Regions from separate parts of the Mus musculus genome. Here region 1 is linked to region 2. Evidence: chromatin contacts called from public Hi-C data. All regions are on one chromosome and are shown on one strand. The core of a region is the stretch at or near the end of the contact, and the rest is flanking DNA. Distances in the headings are between cores, read along the strand shown.

Region 1 (2,700 bases), core at 58-2,557, 190 kb after region 2:
GTCAGTTAAAAGCTCATTCAAACACAGGTCAAAATGAAACCATGGAGTTTAAAGGCACACAGGGAATCGCCACAGCCTGCTAGAAATGCACAGGGAAAGAGACAACCAGGGAGCAGGAGAACCCTGCAAGGTCAGTTTACAAAAAAACCAAAGCCCTTGTTTCCTCCACAGGGCCAGCACATGTCTCCTAGGAAATTAGAGCTCAAGTCACTGGCTAAGAGGATGCCAGGTTGGCCAGCATTCTCCCTACAATGGCCCAGAGAGACAGCTTCGGGGAGCCCTGCAGACCCAGGGTTTCCTCCATGTAGAAACAAGTTGCTTCTCTTTTACCTGTGATGGGAAGCTGCCATGCTAAGTAAGAGAAGGTGTCAGGGGGTTGGTTTACTGAACACTCGTGAGTTTCGAACCAGGGGTGTGCCACCATTTTGGGGCCTCGTCAGTCTGTGGGCTCTGCCCCACTCTCCTCACTCGCCCTCAGCCCATTCGTCAGTCTGCGGTCCCATGAGGGTGTGACACCATCCTTCCTTTCCTCACTCACCAGCTAGCCTAGAGGTTGGGAAGGTACACACAGAAGTTGCTCTGCTCCTGCAGTCAGAGGGTCAAGATGGTCTCAGAAGACCACAGGTTGGAGATGGGAAGCCTTCAGCTCCTGCCACACCCCGGATCTCCCAAACCACTCATCTGGGGACTTACTTGCCCTTCCTCTGAGGTAGGAACCCCAGGCATGATGAGATCTGGCCAAGCAGAAGGTCTGTGGGCAGAGAGCATGCCCTTTGCCTTAGGGGAATACCACAGTGCTCCATCCCCTTTTCATGTTTAATTTATACATTTTAACATCTTACATACATATGCAAGGACGGCTCTTCACAGGAACTTCGTGCACTACACGCTAGGCACTCGCTGTACCAGCTGAGTTCAGCCCTTCCCATCCCTTTCCTAAACTCTGCCAGTAATCCCAGACGATAAGTCCTGAACATCTTGTAATTGAATTCCATCAGAAATCCATTCAAAGTCACGATAGGAATTTCCCTTCCACCCCACTTCTCTTGAGAGAGAGCACAGCAGGCAGTCGCTGCCGGCAGGTGAGAACGCAATGACATCAGCCTTAGATCTGCTGTTCCTTAAGAACAGGTCTGTAAACTGCACAAGCAGATCTCAGAGAAGCGACCTTGTAAATGCGAGAATGTTCTGTGGTTTTATTTTTTGGTTCAAGCCAAGCCCCTGAATTCTCCAAGTCCTGAGCCTTGCCAGCCACAGGCTGACCAACATGACTAATGCAAGTTACCCACGGTCTTACCATCCTTGGGCATAAAGCCGCTCCAGCTGGAGCAAGCCTGCCAAGCGTGCAGGGAGCCCTGCTAACGGTACATGACAGTCGGAGGGCTTTGGAAACATTCCCCGAGCCAGCTGTCTATCCACCCCCACAGTTGTCTGTCTGGAGATAAGGCTCCCATGCTGGTCACTCAGAGATGCGTCACAGGAGTCTTGGATGCTGCTCCCAGCAGAGCTCTGCCAGGCAGGTCCACAGAGAGGTGGCCTGTGCTGACCCGGAACCAAAAAGCCACCCCCACAGTGTCCTGAGCTATCCTTTGCCTCTGTGTTCCAGATCTGTCATTCATTCAAATGGGTCATTAGGGATGGGCTCTTTGTTTGTGGGAGCTTGCTTAGTGTGGGGGGGGGGGGGGAGCAGAGAGAGAGAGAGCTGAGAGAGGAGAGAGAGAGAGCAGAGAGAGAGAGAAAGCAGAGAGAGAGATTACAAATGAGTTTCTATTTCTCCTTCCCACTTAGTGACGGATACATATTTTCCATTAGTAAAGCATTGAGCTCTTTTTACTTTTTAAGAACAGTGTAGGTGGCATATTTCACAATCTTGGCAAGGCAGACAAGACATTTGGGGAGTAAATCAAAGCTGGAAGCCAGAAGTCTTGGCCTAGACTTGGACTGCCACTTAGGGAAGTGTAGCAGAGGGAATCAGGTGAGAGGACAGAGGGAGACTGCAATGAGCCTCCTGGCTTCCCGGTGTATAAATGGTCCTTGGTGGAGATGGGAGGGAGTGGGCTGGGGTGAGATCCGTGCTGGATTTAGAAGTTGAGGGAGAATGGAGGGCATGAGACTCACTCCTCAAGCTTATTTTTTTTTCACAGTCACTAATTTCTTTTTTTTTTTATTTGACTTTTGAGTTCAGTAGGAGATCTCTAAAGCGAGACTTCAGCAACTCTCTGATGAGTTGAGAAGAGAGGCCGCTACCAGCTTAAGAGCAGCCTTAGCCTAAGAAAAGAGCTGTCCACACTGGCAAGCCTGACAACCATCAGGCCTCTAGGATGATCAGCTGCTGGCCAGAGGCTTTGATGCTATTCTTAGAACACAAAAGACTGAATCTACGCAGGTTTTACTCCTTTTCCCTCTGTGTCCTCTTCCTGGCCCCTCCTTGGAAATTCATTTCCCTGGCCATTTTACATGATAAGGAAGAGACTGGGTTTGCCATGGGGAAACACATTGCCAATTTAAATAGCATCAGTGAAGAAGTGGGGATTTCAGAGAGTCTGGAGTCACCATTGCTTAGAAATGGAATGGAGGAATTCACCATCACTGGTGCGTGGAAGCAGACATATCTGGCCCAGAGAGGGTGGCAGTTGGAAGCCATCAACCAAGTTAGCATGGCATGGCTTCATTACAGCATCCTTTGGATCACGTTCCTAG
Region 2 (2,700 bases), core at 84-2,583:
CACTGTCGTTAGCCATGTCATGAACAAGGACCTCACCTGGGCCCAGCAGATGAGGCTCCACAACTAGGATCTAGTAAGCTTTCCTCTAGATTAGCTCTCTCAGGACAGACCTGGACAGCACTGCCAAAGGCGACCAGGCATCAACATACACCCCACACGCGGAGCAGAAAGTGCAGCCTGGAACCTACCCCAGCAACTGGGCTCCCATGACCAAGAGCAGAAAGGCTTCGACACAGAAGAAAGGCACAAACCTATGGATTCAGAAGCTCAAAGAGACCAGATCCGTATCAAGGTGTAGTGTGATCAATTATGGGAAAACTGAGCAGAGTCAGCAAGGAACAGTACAGGAAGCCAGGGAGCATTGTGCTCTTCTGAGGGTGAGCGCCTGGAAGATTGCAGGGTCTCGCCTGACGCGGGGCCCAGACGAAGGGAAGGAAATGGCAGTGGGGAATGACTGAGAGGAACGAGATGTCACAATGCAATCTTCCAGGAACACGCAGTAAGGACATTTTCAGCTGACAAGAAACCAGACTCATCCTGCCCTGCAGACCTGCTTGCTCTAAAGGAAGTTCTTGAGCCACCAAGCATGTCGGTTCTAGAAATAAATATTTGGAATGAAGGGAGAAAACAAAAGTGAGAAATATCCCGCAAATTTTAAATTATTCTGGAGGTCACTCCTGCAATCGTAGCACCTTGGAAGCTGAGGCAGAAGAATTGCTGCAAATTTGAGGCGATTCTCCACCACATGTTGAGTTCTAGGCCAGCCTGGAATACATAATGCAGTCCTGCCTCAAACCAAACTCAAACCAAATTCAACTATTCTTTACTTCTGTTTTAAAAATATGTCAACATGACAAGCCGCAGAAGGTGGGTTAAAACAGCATGCTGGAAATGTCACACACACACACACACACACACACACACACACACACACACAAAACAGGAGAGAAGAACTAAATCTCAGGGGTAGCAAATAAAAAGTAAACAAAAACTGAGACACAAATCCAAATATAACAATAATTAAACATGAATGCAGTCTATCACATCAGTTAAGAAGGAGATTGCCAGAACAGATTTGGAAAACATGATACAGCCATATGTTGTCTACAAAAATCTCACTTCAAATGCAATTGTATTGTCAGAATTAAAACAAAAAATAACCCAGAAACACCACACTGGTAAAACACCAATCCAAAGAAATAGCTGTTTCAAAATTGAACAGTGATGAGACGTGACTCCGTGCCTGGAGCCAGGAGAAAAGTCAGCTCATCAGAGAGACAGGAGACATCGAGAGTGGGCATGCCTTGCACTGAGCTGGTCAGAGAGAGTAGGAACTGCTTCAGCTGCAAGAAAAGATAAAGAGCAGCCCTCTGGAGACTCCATCTCTCCTCTACAGACATGATGCAAATGCCGGGTAAAGAACACACAGGGCTGTATGTATCCAACACTAATTGGACCCATATCTTCAGTTACACAAAGGAAGTTTACCAAGAAAGGACATACCCTGAGTTATAAAAGGAGCTTGAACATATATTTGCAAAACCATGGAAGTCAGGAGTTGTTTATTCTGTGGTCAGAATGAAATCATGATGAAACCAGATACTAAAACAAGAACTCCCACAGGGGACCGACCCCACCAGGCTGAGAGACAAACAACACATTCCAGATAGACCATAGATCAAAGTAAACGAGCTATTACTTTAGACTGAATGTAAATGGAATCAAGCGATGGGACGCAGCTAGTCTACACACGGAAAAGTATTTTGGACGACCAGCACGTATATGAAAGCAGGAAGTCTCAAACAGGCTTCCAGTGTACGAAGTTAGAAAAGGGGGGCAGAATAAATGCAAAGCAAAGACACGAAAGGAAATTATAAAGGCAGGAGAAAAATTCAAAGAAAAATATTTCAAATCAAGAGCTCACTCCGTAACTCCAGCAGGACCTGAGCTCATGATCCCCCTACCTCAGCCTCCGTGGCATTGGGATTAACAGTCATGTGCCACTGGGCCTTGCAGATCAATGAAATTGGAAGCAGAGAAAAAAATCCACGAAACAACAACAAAAACCGATTCACTGGAAAATCAATATAGGGGGCTGGAGAGATGGCTCAGTGGTTAAGAGCACTGACTGCTTTTCCAGAGGTCCTGAGTTCAATTCTCAGCAACTACATGGTGGCTCACAACCATCTGCAATGGGGGATTTGATGCCCTCTTCTGGTCTGTCTGAAGACAGCTTCAGTGTACTCATATATATAAAATAAATCAATCAAAAAGAAAAAAGAAAAATCAACATAGTTACTGTTGTGTTTTATAAAAGGAAGGAAGAAGAATGAGAGAGAGAGAGAGAGAGAGAGAGAGAGAGAGAGAGAGAGAGAGAGAGAGAGAGAGAGCAAAGCCAGGGATGTGTTTGGTGGAGGCGCTGTATGGTGTGGGGGAAGGGGCTCCCTCTGTGGGCCCGTGCTGAGGCATCCTATCCCCTGAGGGAGCACTGTATAGTATAGAATAGAGTTTATTTAGGGCATGGGGGTATTGAAGGGGTAGTAGAGACAGAGAAAGGCAGAAACAGAGACAGAGACAGAGAGAGAGGGGGAAGAAGAGAAAGGAGGAGGAGGGGGAGGAGGGAGAGAAGGGGAGGAGGAGGGGAGAGGAGGGGGAGGAGGTGAGGAAGAGAGGCTGCCTATAAGCACATGGTGAGGGGGG

What was found. Hi-C and Micro-C count contacts between places; a contact is called where the count stands out from the background.
Region 1: a contact with region 2 is called in a Hi-C map of cortical neurons, with 2.6 times the contacts expected there. The contact joins two enhancer-like sites. A contact is called at or near these places in 9 of 39 promoter capture datasets (3T3-L1-derived adipocytes, the HPC-7 cell line, embryonic stem cells and 5 more), 1 of 484 Hi-C or Micro-C datasets (cortical neurons) and 2 of 115 datasets of contacts at active chromatin or transcription factors (embryonic stem cells and extraembryonic endoderm stem cells).

What each region holds. Positions count from the first base shown.
Region 1 is chr8:11,381,219-11,383,918 of GRCm38.p6, forward strand. All of the region lies in intron 4 of Col4a2 (collagen, type IV, alpha 2), which reads left to right. Among named protein-coding and RNA genes, the nearest start is that of Gm46030, 42 kb to the left of the region's middle. Within about 2 kb of position 1,308, at least 133 of the 459 cell types and tissues checked have an H3K27ac peak or open chromatin away from gene starts, as enhancers often do. A contact at or near this core is called in cortical neurons, where this site is marked.
Region 2 is chr8:11,191,493-11,194,192 of GRCm38.p6, forward strand. All of the region lies in intron 1 of Gm15418 (a long non-coding RNA gene), which reads left to right. Among named protein-coding and RNA genes, the nearest start is that of Gm15418, 5.1 kb to the left of the region's middle. Within about 2 kb of position 1,334, at least 6 of the 459 cell types and tissues checked have an H3K27ac peak or open chromatin away from gene starts, as enhancers often do. A contact at or near this core is called in cortical neurons, where this site is marked.